Regions from separate parts of the Sus scrofa genome. Here region 1 is linked to region 2. A link is a contact called in public promoter capture Hi-C data. All regions are on one chromosome and are shown on one strand. Each heading gives the region's core, a stretch centred on a gene start, on an enhancer-like site or on the middle of the called end of the contact. The rest is flanking DNA. Distances are from core to core; before and after follow the strand shown.

The links. Promoter capture Hi-C pulls out the DNA fragments that hold promoters and counts their contacts.
Region 1: a promoter capture Hi-C map of liver shows a contact between it and region 2, with 3 times the contacts expected there. The contact joins the promoter of SELENOO here to the promoter of PPP6R2 in region 2. A contact is called at or near these places in 1 of 5 promoter capture datasets (liver), 4 of 47 Hi-C or Micro-C datasets (fetal liver, liver, retroperitoneal adipose tissue and 1 more) and 2 of 2 datasets of contacts at active chromatin or transcription factors (alveolar macrophages and skeletal muscle).

Annotation. Positions count from the first base shown.
Region 1 is chr5:478,263-485,147 of Sscrofa11.1, forward strand. It overlaps SELENOO (selenoprotein O), which reads right to left and starts at 2,574. Exons shown (of 10, transcript NM_001201431.1): 1 at 2,160-2,574; 2 at 1,950-2,157. The coding sequence starts at 2,517.
Region 2 is chr5:340,186-347,085 of Sscrofa11.1, forward strand. It overlaps PPP6R2 (protein phosphatase 6 regulatory subunit 2), which reads right to left and starts at 1,342. Exons shown (of 23, transcript NM_001206372.1): 1 at 1,213-1,342.

The sequences.
Region 1 (6,885 bases), core at 1,324-3,823, 140 kb after region 2:
CAGGCAAGAACCGTCTAGAAAATGCTCTAGGGAAGAACAAATCCCTGTGGGACCACACTGAGCCTGAGGGGAGGACCCTGGGCTGCACCCACCTCTGCCCACATCCTTGGCGGGGAAGAGGCCAGACCAGGGCCCAGTGTGAGTCCGGGGCCTAGCCTTGTGGCAGGACCAGGGACGTCAGTAAGACCGCTGCAGGCCTCCCTGGTGCGGACAGACCCAGTGGTGCCTCTCTAGCACCCCCCACCCTCCCAAAGCTCGGCGGGGTGACAGTTCCTGCCTCAGTCCGCAGCCACATGCCACGCGCCTCTTCCTCTGTCTCGTCTGCAAGCCTGCCTCCAATGTCCCATCCTCGCTCTATTCTGGGAATCTCTCAGCCTAGCTGAGCTTCATGCTGTGCCCAAGCTAACCCTGAATCTGGTAAAAGTGCCCCTGAAAACCAGCAGCCTACCTTTCTGCCCAGGGCAAGGTGCCCACAGCAGCAACCGGAAGGGAAGATTACACAGCAAGGGTAAAGAGCCCAGCGCAGCCCTGCCCACAAAGCGGAAAGGCCGGGAGACAGCAGCCCCTCCCCCGGGTGCCCGCGTCCCAGCCAGACTGCAGGGGTAGACCCAGCAGAGGAAGGCTCTCCTGCACCTGCTGGGGTGGCCGTCCTGAAACCCCTGCTGCGGCCACAGGCAGAGGCAACAAGCCACCTGCCCACTCCCAAACCCAAGCCTGGGGGCTCCAGCAGCTGCTGGCCCTAAGCCACTCACAGCCACTTCAGCTGTTAGTCTGAAGTCTTGCTGAAGCTGGGGACCCCAGGAAACATTGGGGGTGGTGGGTGGGCACAAACCTGATAAGGGCCAAACAGCGCCTTTCTTTCAAAGGACCTCAGGTCTGGAAACACGGACTTAAAATTCAAGTCTTCAAATATAAAAAGCAACTTCCAACAGCAGATACTCTCACAAAAATGTCTCTTTATAGCTTGCAAAAATAAATTAGCCGAGTGAACACATGAAGTTTAAGAGGTTCATACAACGGGCAGGCCTGGGGTGAGAGGCTTTGGTCCATCAGCCCACCAGTGGCCCCGGGCTGAACGCAGGGACTTTTAAAGACAGAAAAGTGTCAAGACTGGGGAAGAAGCGGTTAAGCTGCAGCTCTGAGGTGGGGCTGCTGGGGGTGGGGGTGGGGGACAGGTGCAGTTCCCCCGGAGGGAGGGCACGGGGCCGGCAGAGAAGAGACCGCCCGCAGGATTTTTTCCACCATAAGATGTCAAGTTAGGTGTAATTCTTTGGGCCACTCAACAAGCATTTAACAAATATGAGCTAAATATATGAGCTCCAGAGTGGAAAAGACCAAAACAGCCAGCAAAGTACAAGACAAGCATGGCAGGGTGCCCAGACGGGCATGTGACACCGCCCACCTCACTGTGGGGTCACAGCAGGGCTGGCCCCAAGTGCTTGGAAGCCTGTGCTTGGGAGAGCGACCCCTGGGACGGGTCTGTCCCCGTCCAGGGTACTGGCTACACAGGAGTCACCTGCGAAGGGACAAGCTGAGGCTAAGGGTGCTGGGCGGAAGCTGGCTGCCCGGTCAGCTATTAGAGGAAGCCCTGTGCTGCTCCAGCACCGCAGCGAGGCTGGGCACGCGGTAAACGCGAGTGTGTGACCTGCAGAACCAAGTCCAAAGTCCTTGGACAGTTCAGGAAAGCGGCATGGGCAGCTGCCAGCGCTGTGGGGTTAGAGGCTCGGCCTGGCCATTCCCCCACCGCGCCAGGCTGAGCGGGCAGGGGCCCGGGAGCCACAGCACCCCTGCCGGTCCTCCTGTCCCGGCCGCAGGGCCTTCGCACAAGCCGTTCCTTCGGCTACGGGCCGCTACCCCGCACGCTCTACAAGCCGGGTCACACCGTTCACGCCCAACCTCGCCTCCGGGGAGGACGGCTCCTCGGGCACAGGCACTCCCCCCGCACACACCTGGAGAAGGGCGTGGGGCCGGCGCCCTTGAGCTGCAGCTCCCAGCGCTCGCCGGCCGCAGTGCACACCTCGCCCAGGTACATGGCGGCGCCGTCTCCCAGCTGCCCGGCGAACTGGCCGAACTGGTGGCCGCAGTAGCAGTGCGCGGCGGGCTCGGAGCCCGGCAGCAGCGCGTTGCCGCTGAAGAAGAGCGCGGCCTCGGCCTCGCCGCCTCGCGGGCGTCGGCGTCGGCGGGCGGCGCGCCCAGGCCCAGCAGCGCCAGCGCGGGCTCCGACAGCGCCACGACGCGCGGCTGGCGCAGGGGCGCGGGCCGCACGCGGCTAAAGCAGGCGCCGGGCACGGGCCGCGGCGCGGACGGGGCGCCTTCGGGGCCGGGCGGCGGCGTCTCCACGGGCAGCGCGCGTAGGGCGCGGTTGTCGAAGCGCAGCCCCACCAACCAGTGCGGAGCGGGCTCCATGGCGCCGGCCAGGGCGGAGCAGGGCGCGGGGGGCGGGCGGCGGCCGAGGGGCGGCGGCCGGGCGCGGGCGGCCGCGAAAGGAGCCCCGAGCGCGGACCTGAGCACTGCCATCCAGGGCGCCGCGCCGGCGGAAGCCCCTCTGCCCCGACCGGAAGCCCCGCCCCGCGCCCGCTGTTCTCTCGGCGGGGCCGCGCCCGCTGTCCAATCGCTGGGGCCGCGCCCGCAGAAAGCCTGGCTCTGATTGGTCACGCCCTGTCTAGTTCCGCGCCAGTCTCGGCTCCGGGAATGCGAGGTCTGGGCTGGGCTCAGTCCCGGTCCGCCCGGCTGTGTCTGAAGGCGGGAGTGTGCGGTGGGAACTGGGCCTCCCACAGCCGGCAGGGCCCTCGAGGTCCGCCTCGGGAGGCATCGACCAGTCCAGGCTGAGTCCTCTGGGCCTGTGGCTGTGCCGAGTGACGTCTCCAGTGGACCTCCAGGGTGCCCCCAACGCCGAGGTGAAGCCACAGTCAGCCTCGGCCCACGCTGTGGGGAGGTCTAGCCCTGGATCGTCCTTGGCTCGCTGCCACAGGACAGGAAGAAAAGGGGACAGTGTGTCCACCCAGTCCCGAGGGTTGGTGGGGCCGTTGTGGGCCAGGCCCAGGCCGAGGGCCTGCCAGCGTCCAGCCAGGCGCTGCCCTAGTGCAGGTCTTTGCTGTGCTCCTGACTCGGTTGGAGCTTCATTCCTCACGTGCCACCTTGCCTTGCCTCCTGTCACCCGTGTTGTTCCTTGCACTGCTCTGAAATGAGCTCATTACCTTATCTTCCTGTTTCTTGTGTGTCTTTTTCTCGCCCATACTCTGGAAGGCAGGAGCCTTGCTGATCTGGGCACCAGTTCCCCCAGAACAGCACCTGGCCCAGAGAACACCCCCCCCCCCCCCCCCGCCCCGAGCTGCCCAGGAGGCAGGGAGGGTGCAGGGTGGGGAGGGCCAAGCCTGGCCTTGAAGGGCCAGCCCCCAGGTGAGGAGTTGGGCTCAGGGGTCGCAGAATGACTCCCGGCTCAGTTCAGATAAGCCTGGGTGCCTCCCCCAGGTGACCCCGCTGATGTGCAGAAGGAGAACTGTCCTTGGAGGGGTTCCCAAGTCCCTGCCCACCTGGGTCCAGAGTAAAACCTGAGACCCCCTCCCTCTCAACCCCCCCACCAGCTGGGGCGCCTCTATTCCAGCACCTCCCCCTTCCACACCTGACCTCAAGGACCCCCTGGGAACTTTCCCCTGGGGCCACAGTGCCAACCACCTCTGCCCCTGCTGGCTTGTGACGTTGGGGAGACCCTCCACCCTCCAGCTCGGGGTCCTCCTCTCTGAGATGAACAATGAGCCTACTTTCTGCCAGGGGCACCGGGGGGGCGGGGCACACAGACATCAGCGACAGTGCGGTGAGGCCCTGGTGGGGGCCTGGCCCCCTGGAGCCCCTCCCTCCTGCAGCCAGACCACTCTCTTCCGCCTGGGCCCACCTGGGTCCTCCCCACCTGCCTGCTGGCAGAGTCCCCTGTACCCAGGCTCCTTCCTAACTGCCCAGGAGACCACCTGAGCCTGGTGTCCCCTTTCCTCTCCACCAGGCCCAGGCCCTCCCGTCCCACTTCCCTGCCTCCTCGCCCCACTGTCCTGCTCATACTCTGGAATCTGGCGGGACGGTTTTTGAGAGCCCATGGGTGCCAGGCTCTGTGCCCTGCTGGCTGCCCTTGCTGAGCTTACAGCAGAGGGGCCTCTGGTGGGTTCCCAGGGTCCCAGCACATCAGCATGGGAGGGGCAGCAAGGGAGAGCCAACCTTGCCTCTGGCCTGACTGTTGGGCTGCATGGCCTCCGGGGCCTCCCTGGGTCCCTCATGTGAGCGGGTGCTGCTGGCAGAACAGGGCCCATGTGGCCCGGACTGGTGGGAGCTGAGCTCCGCCCCTTCCCGGCCCCTCCTGGCAAAGACAACCTAGTGGTCAGCCAGGCTCAGCATCGCGGCTGTGCCTCCCATGGACGCAGGCCTAGGCCTTGCAGGACGGGATGCAAACATGCAGCACCCTGGAGCACAGGGCCGGCCCGCAGCCGTCCGTCGGTGGCCCGAGGCAGGCTGGGTGGGCCCCCTGCGTGCTCTGGCCATGGTGCATCGAGGGCAGCCTGGCTGCCGTTGCTGTGGCACCATCCGGTGTCTGAGCGACCAGGCTCGTGGGCCCATGCAGCATGCTGAAGCTGCAGCCCTCCCGATCTCTGTGTGGCCCCGAAAGCCCCTTGCGCGGCCCCGCATCATGCCCCCCAGGGCGGAGGCTGGGCTGTGGGCAGGGGAGTTGGGGTCCCTAGCCTGGGAAGCATGTCAGCAAAGCGGGATGCTTGGGGGCAGGGAGGCGGCAGGTGAGAGCCCTGCCATCCCAGACACTCCCCTGCGGTCCCTACCCGCTGGGGCTGAGGCTGAGCAGGTAAAATGGCTCCGGCTCCTTGTCCATGAGGAAGCTGCCAGAGTGGACCCACGGTGTGCGATTGTCCATGTCCCGCGGGTCAGGTCCGCCATCCGCACTGGGCACAGGCCAGCCTGGGAGTCAGGCCCAAGTGCTCCAGCCCCAGCCAGTGGTGACCCTCTGGTGTGGGGCAGCCAGGCTCAGGTCTGCCACCTGCTGGCAGTGCCATGCCGCCTCCTGCTGTCCTGCCTTGTTCTCTGCGGGAATCGAAGTTCCAGACTCCAAGGCCCTGGGGCCCCGACTGCGCCGGCCCTCTGCCCGCAGGCAGCACAGCCTCTTTCCTCCCAAGCCGAAGCCTGTTTGTCTCCTGCCAGCAGCTCTGAAGACCCAGTGGCCTCTCCCTGCCTGTCTTGACCTGAATCACTGTCCAAGCACAGTCCTCGGCATGCCACAGGGAACCTGGGCTCGGGGCCGTCATGTGGGCTGCCTCCAGCGCTGGCAGTGCCCGGGTGGACCCATGCCCCTCCCGGTCCCCTCCCTCCTAGGCGCGTCTTACGGATGAAGAAGAGAAACCTTGTTTTCTTCTGCTTGTCCGCGTGACACGAACTTGTGTTGTGATACGTCCCAGTGGAGGCGATGGTGCAAAGTAACTCCCCAGGCCTCGGGCAGGCGGCTTCCTTTGACCTGCTGCTTTGTCCTGAAACTGTGACCCAGTGTCCTTCTTCACCACCCCTCCCCCTTCGAGGCAGCCGTCAGGTCCCCCCCCCTTTCCTGCTCCGGGCGGACCTCAGGGACGGCCTCTGTCCCGCCTGAGTCTGACGATGGACTCCGGGTCCCTGGCCGGGCCCTTCCCTTGCCACCTGGACAGCAACTCCTCCGTCCTCCCTGCCAGAGGGATGCAGACAAAGGCTTTCTGCAACCCCCGCCGCTGGAAGGGGCCCGCCCCCCGCCTCCACCCAGCAGCCCCTCCCTGTGCGAGACGTGCTCCAGGAGGGGCCCCGAGAAGGGCCCCCGGACAACCTAGCAGATGGTTTAGGCAAACAGGCGGCCACCGTCGCCCTCAGGCCTCTCCTCTTCTGTTAGCGGCTGTTGCATGTGGGCCCCTCCGCCAGACCCCCAAGTCCTCCCACTGTCCCCGGACGCCACCTCTCCCTGGGTCCAAGGCAGACCTCACCTGCTGCCCTCGGACGCTCCGCCTGGGCTTCCCCGCCCCCTCCCCCTGCCCAGCTGACCCCCGCTGACAGGGGTCAGGGAGGTATGTCTTTGCCCCTCCCCCAGGCCGCTTGGGGCAGGTACCCCAGACCGGGGGGAACCTCCCCAGGAGTGAGGTTTGCAGGGGGCAGACCTGGGGGCAACCCGTCGGAGGCTACACGGCCAAGTCCACCTGGCCCTTCCGTCCCCCCACACCTGGCCAGATCTTGGGGTTCATTCCCGCCGCACCACCTGGACGGTGGAGGGAAGACCCTGGCTGGGATGGGGGGACTTGGTAGCCCTGGGAGCCCCCAGCCGCTTTCCCTGGCCTTCCGGGCTGCACCTCAGAGCTGGCCCAGGGCAGAAGGAAGCAGGAGACACAGCTCGGGGCAGACAACCATGCTTCTGGCTTCCTGGGGGCAGACCACACCCCCCCACTAGCCTCTCACGCGGCCCACACTACCCCCCCTACCCCCGCAGCCCACCTCCCCTGCTCCTTTTTTTTTTTTTTTTTGCCTCTTAGGGCTGCACCTGTGGCATATGGAGGTTCCCAGGCTGGGGGCGAAATCGGAGCTGCAGCTGCCGGCCTACACAAGAGCCACAGCAATGCGGGATCCGAGCCGCCGCGACTGCGACCTAGACCACAGCTCATGGCAACGCCGGATCCTTAACCCACTGAGCGAGGCCAGGGATCGAACCTGCAACCTCATGGTTCCTCGTTGGATTCATTTCCACTGTGCCACGACGGGAACTCCTCCCTGAAGTCTTTCTGGGCAGACCAAGCTGCGGGGAGCTCGAGGGTATGGATGGGAAGGCAGGGCAGGGTGCCACCACCCTCCTGACGCCCAGCCAGGCCCCATCACCCGGCTGCCTCT
Region 2 (6,900 bases), core at 92-2,591:
CGTTGCGACACAGGGGGAGCTCGGGGTTTCCTCCTGTTTACACTGCTTAGGACACAGAGTGCTTTCTAAAGCTACGCTCTCTCTCTCTCGCTGAGTCAAAGCTACTAACACTTTGCGTAACGGCTCTCCTCCTCTTCCCACTTTTCCATCCTGGGCTCCAACTGTGTTTTTCAGGACACGCACCTCACCCTCCACTTCTCTGAGTGCCACTTCCCATCTCCCGTCTCCCGGCTGCACCCGGGAGAGCCTCTTTAGGGATATATTCCAGTTCACTACTTCTGCCTTCAGTCATGTTTAATCTGTCTAATCCACAAGTACTGAGTTTTTTATTTCAACTTTTTTTTTCATTTCTGAAAGTTCTAAGTGGATCACTGTGACACTTCGGTTTTCATTACTAATTTTTATTCCATTTTGTATTTCTTTACACACTTCACGCATTATCACATATACTGTGTCTGAGTACTGGACGCCTGCACTCGCTGGGGCACCTAATCATGCCCACTCCGATCACAAGGTGTGTGTGCGTGTGCTCAAGTTTGCTGACATTTAATCAGTGGAGTCCTGAGGGCCTACACTGAGTCTGCTTTGCTCTGAAAAGGATTTACGCTTTCTTCAGCAAGGAGCGAAAGGGTGCTATCTCTTCTTGTCCTCTCGGCCTCTGAGCAGTTAGCTTGCGCCAGGGCACTCACAAGAGGTCGCGCATCTGTCATTTACCCAGCCTCTCAGTGGACGGCAATGGGAGGCCTTTCAGGAGCACCTACCGCTGCAGGAGCACAAGTCCCCCCATCCCACCTGGCAGGTGGAGGCCTTCCCACAGGTAAGGCAGGGCATGGGCCTCTCTACACACGCCCAATGCACCCGTTTTTATCTGGATTACACTTGGGCTTGGAGGGACCAAGGCACTTTTTCGCAACACGGCATCTCAAAACCAGACACAGGAGGGTCAAAAAAACCCCAGGAGTGGCATTCCCACCGTGGAGCAGCTGTGGCCCAGGTTGCAGATGCGGCTCGTATTCCATCCCTGGCCTGGGAACTTTCATAGGCTGCCAGTATAACCAAAAAAGGAAAGAAAACAAAACCCACAAGTCAGGAAACTCTATGCACATCTTCAAAACTGAAATTTTTTGCTGTCATCCATCTCTGAATGTCCACTTATACAGCATATTTACGCAAATTACACAATAAAGTAGAATCAAACAAAAATTATCTTACCTTCCGTGGAAACTTCTTGTTTAAACTTTGTATTTAGGCAAAATATAAAAACATTTGGGATTTTTTCTTGGCGTATATGCAACCTTAAGAAAAATATTTTCACTCAATAGAAGATTTATAATCTCTTCACCTGAAAAATAAGAGGGAAAAAACTTAGGTTCTGCTTTTGTGAAGTTAACTTACCAAAATGCTAAGGAAAAGAAAAACAAGTCGTTGTCTTTACTTACTAATCAAATTTTATAATCAGGGGTCTAGAAACTTCCTTGCGTTTGACTGTTCTAGAGACGGGTACCAATGATACACACCTGTCCTACGTCTGTTAACTATTAACTACCTCAACGGTTAGAATACAAGGACATGAGAAGGCTCTCGGGCCTGAAGGTGTCCAGCTTCATGCCCAGACACTACCATCAGCAGGAAACACAGACCCTGGTGGCAAGGTGACCAGGCCGCTGACCCTGGTCGCGAGGTGACCGGGCAGCTCACTGATGATCCATCGCTACGTCAGAAGAGGAGAACTCCCAAGCGCTCCTGGTGGGTCTCAAAACACCCTTCCAAACAACATGACTAGTGGTCCTTGCTGAGATGACTGCCTTCAAGACATGCAGCAAAAACGAACCAGTAGGGCCCAGAACTGTTTATTTTGTGTTTGCATGGATCATGATTTTTAACTTTTGAAAATTATACTTTAGCAATAAGGAGTTACCATTCTGAAACATAAGAGCTTTATGAGACATAATTATCAAATGTAATATTTAGATCTTGTTTGGGTCCAATTAAAACAGATCGACTAGGAGTTCCCATTGTGGCGCAGCAGAAACAATCCAACTAGGAACCAAGAGGTTGCAGGTTTGAGCCCAGGCCTCGCTCAGTGGGTTAAGGATCTGGCATTGCCATGAGCTGTGGTGCAGGCTGGAAGCTGTAGCTCCGATTCGACCCCTAGCCTGGGAACCTCCATATGCCATGGGTATGGCCCTAAAAAGACAAAAAAAAAAAATCAAAAATAAAAAAATAAAACAAATCAACTGGAAGAGCGTGTGTGTGTGTGTCTTTTGGGGGCAGCACCCAAGCCATATAGAGGTTCCAGGCTAGGGGTTGAATCGGAGCTGTAGCTGCCGGCCTCCACCACAGCCACAGCAACGTCACATCCAAGCCGCGTCTTGGACCCGCACCACTGCTCACGGCAATGCCAGATCCTTAACCCACTGAGCAAGTCCAGGGATTGAACCTGCGTTCTCATGGATGCTAATCAGATTCGTTTCCACTGAGCCACAAGGGGAACTCCTGGAAGAGGGTATTTTTCAAGCTGCTGGAGAAATCTGAATAGGGACTGGTATTAGATGACACTACAATTCTCTTCTAAAATGACATGATAGCTATATTTTTATTTATTTCTTGGCTGTGCCTGCCACACACAGTTATAATACGCATGTTCAAGGACTTAAAGCAGAATAGAGAGAATGAGTGAAAAAGTAAAATCTCAGCAGAGAACTCAAACTACATAGAAAAACAAAAATGACTATTCTACAACTGAAAAAATACATCTGAAGTAAAAATATATACTGGATGAAGTTGATGAAATTGGAGACTGAAAAAGAAAGTGTCAGTAAACCTAAGATAAACAGCAACCAATCAATCTGAGGCAGCAGAAAAAAGGTTTTTATTAAAAATGAATAGGGGAGTTCCCACTGTGGCACCGGGTTAAGAATCTGACTGCAACAGCCCAGGTCACTGTAGGGGTGCAAATTCGATCCCCAGCCCAGAGCAGTGGGTTAAAGGATCCGGCATAGCTGCAGGATGGCACAGGTCACAGCTTCGGCTTGGACTCGATCCCTGGACTGGGAACTTCCATACGCTGTGGGTACAATATAAAGGAAAAAAAATGAAGAGAGACTCACTGAACTATGCAACAATATAAATTGGTCCGCCATGCGTGCAACTGAAATCTCAGAGGAATATGAGAGAATAGGACATAAAAATACATGAAACTACAGCCAAAAATTTCCCAAATTTCGTAAAAGAACCTCCTAAAAAAGTATCACACAGAAGTCTCACCCCATCCCTGTGCCTTCATCCTGCTCGCTTCCTCTCAATGTATCTTTATTAATTTTCTGCTTTACTGCTTCATTACAAATGTAATTTTTCATTCTTTCCAGCCCTTCCTATATAAAATGTAACAAACTACAAATTCTATTCTGTACCTTGCTTGTTCCACAGAGGTCTTCCTTACTCTTTTCTTTTTAAAAAAGAAACATTGTTACTAACCTCAAATACCATACAGAAATGTACACAAATCATAAGCGAAGGCACTACATTTTCACAAAATAAACCCATCCACGCAACCACCATCCAGTTCAAGGAACTGGATGACCAGCAGCCAGAAAGACTCAAGTTCCAAAAGGTGCTGACCATTGTCCTGACCTGAATCACACACTAGACTGACTCTCCGTGTGACAGCTGTACAGGGCTCCGTATGTGCACTCACTCCTGGGATGGACAGACAGGTGTTTCTAGTTTTTCTACTATAATAGTTCTGCAATGAATAGATTTTTGCATAAGTCACTTCATATTTTTGCCAGCATATCTTTAAGACAGATTCCTAGATATGTGATTCCAGATCCAAAAAATAGAAGCATATAAAAATTTGCAAGATACAGACAAATCCTCTTCCAGAGGCATTTTACAATTCTGCATTCCTACTGCCAAGAAGACAGCCAGCTTCCACACAGCCTTGTCAAAAGAATGTATGGTTCCATTTTTGGATTTCTGCCAATATGTAGGAGAGCCAACCACCCTGGTCTGCTGAGGACTGAAGGGTTTCTGGGGACAGAGGATTTTCCGCGCTAAAACCTGGACAGTACTGGGAAAAATCAGGATGGTTGGCCACTCTACCAATATAATAAATAAGAAACAGTATCGCACTACAGTTTTGTGTTTTGGCCACATCTGAGGCATGTGGAATTTCCTGAGCCCAAGCCACAGCAGTGGCAGTGTTGGATCCTTAACCCCCTGAGCCACCAGGGAACTCCTTTTTTGTATTTTTTATTATAAAAATTTCTAAGCATCTATTCAACTATATAAGAATCATTTTTCCTTCTTTTCCATAAGCTCTTCCTATCTTTTGTCCATTTTTTTTCTAAAAGGTTATTTTATTTTTATCCTCAGTTTCCATGAGTTCTTTTAAACGTCAAAAATAAAATCTTGGAGTTTCCATGTGGCTCAGCAGTAACGAACCCAACTAGTATCCATGAGGATGTGGGTTCAATCCCTGGCCTGGCACAGTGGGTTAAGGATCCAGTGTTGCTGTGAGCTGTGGTACAGGTTGCAGATGAAGCTTGGACCCCACATTGCTGTGGGTGTGGCGTAGGCCGGCAGCTGCAGCTCTGATTCAGCCCCTAGCCTAGACACTTCCATATGCTGCTGGTGCTGCCCTAAAAAATAAAATAAAATAAAATAAAATTCCTTTGCTGTGACATAAGTTCAACATGTTTTTACATTTGTCATTTGTCTTTTGACTTTGTTTATGGTGATTTCTGCAATGCAGTTTGTAGTTAATGTAATCTATTTTATCCGCTTTCTTTGGCTCCTAGATTCTGAGATGGCAAAGTTTTCCTCACTCCCAGGTTATAAAGAAACCCACCTTGCTGGGCTGGTTTTTTTTTAATTAAAGTATAATTGAGTTACAATGTTCTGCCAATTTCCGCTGTACAGCAGAAGCACCGTCACACATATGCATACATGCCCTTCCTTAGAGCATCATGTTCCACCCCGAGAAACTGGATATAGTTCCCTGTGCCATACAGCAGGACCCGACTGCATATCCATTCTTTTTTTTTTTTTTTTTTTTTTTTTTGTCTTTTTTGTTGTTGTTGCTATTTCTTGGTCCGCTCCCGCGGCATATGGAGGTTCCCAGGCTAGGGGTTGAATCGGAGCTGTAGCCACCGGCCTACGCCAGAGCCACAGCAATGCGGGATCCGAGCTGCGTCTGCGACCTACACCACAGCTCACAGCAACGCCGGATCGTTAACCCACTGAGCAAGGGCAGGGACCGAACCCGCAACCTCATGGTTCCTAGTTGGATTCGTTAACCACTGCGCCACGACGGGAACTCCTGCGTATCCATTCTAAATGTAACAGTTTGCATCGATGAACTGGGGTTGTTTTTGTTTTCAGTACTTTCATATAGTTTCATCTTTTACACTGTGATCTGATTTATTTGGAGAAATTATTTTATGACATATATTTGGACTATATGAGAGTTGAGAGAAGAGAGACTAGTATGAAATACCCACCTTCAGATCTGTGATAAACAGGACTGTGCTCTACAATGCCTGCGTCTCCATGACAGGCATACATGCTCCCCTGCAGAATGCGTCCCAGGGGCCCGCCCTTCTGTCCACTAGTTCCTGTCTTGGTTTAAGCATCTTCTACTCAGTCTAACGTATTCATCTGCAGGGAAATACGCCCAAGGGAGGCGATTCTCCCAAAACCAGCAGCTACCCGAGGGAGCAGAGGAAGCCCAGGAAGGAAAAGCAGGTAGGACGAAAAACTGTTTTAACATCAGACGTTACCCACCAGGAAGAGCAATCAGTCTGTCTCATCAGAGAACTGAACCAAAATGTGAAGGAAGAAACTGCTAGACTCGCTGGACAGACTCCCCAGGGTTTAGCAGAGTAAGGATGGCCAGCCCGCCACAGGCCAAAGTTTAGCTTTACAGCTCCTTCTGGGAAAAGGAATGAAAGGTCTGAAATGTATATAAAATGGAGAGATAATGTTAGAAGATCTGGGCTTCCTGTGGATAGTACATTAAAACCATCAGATCACCACCTGCTCAGTTTTCCTACCTTTAAAAAAAAAAGGTACCTAAATCGAATCACACTGCCAGATGTAACAATCTTTTTGTGGGAAATACGGAAGAAAGGAACAAGTCAGATAACACAAAAGGGGAGTTCCCGCTGTGGCACAATGGGATCAACGGCCTCTTGGGAGCGCTAGGTCGTAGGTTCGATCCCCAGCCTGGCACAGTGTATTAAGGATCCAGCGTTGCCACAGCTGTGGCTTAGGTTGTGACTGGGGCTTGGATCTGATCCCTAGCCTGGGAGCTCCATATGCCTCAGGGTGGCCAAAAATGAAAAATAATAATAATACTGCAAAAGGAAGCAACCAGACAAATCCAGATCTGGGAGCGTTTACAGGACAAATAACCCAATTTCTTCAACAGATCAACGACACAAAGGACGGGGCTGTAACAAGATAAAGATTTAAGAGACATACAACACAGGATACTTAGAGCCTGGCTCAAACCAACCAACTACAGAAGACATTCTTGAGGCAATCAGGGTGAAGTGAGCATGAACTGTGAAATGGCATTATCTGACAATTTCTGGGATTGGCCTTTAAATACACCAGGAAAGAAAGCTTGGGAGGCGGGGAGACAGGTAAAACGGTGGTAACTGTTGAAACTGCATTCCGGGTGGGCAAAGGCTTCTCGCACACCTGTCTCCACCAGCGTGGGTGTGCAGGAAGCATGTGTGGCACCCAGTCCAAGGAGTCTGCCCAAACAAGCCACACTCAGAGTCACGGGTGGTCTCTGACAGGAGGTCACCAAGCCCGAGAAGACCGCTGCCTGTGCTATGCAGACCAGGCTCTGCCAAGCGCCCCAAAGCGTGGCTTGTCCTGGCTGTGGGA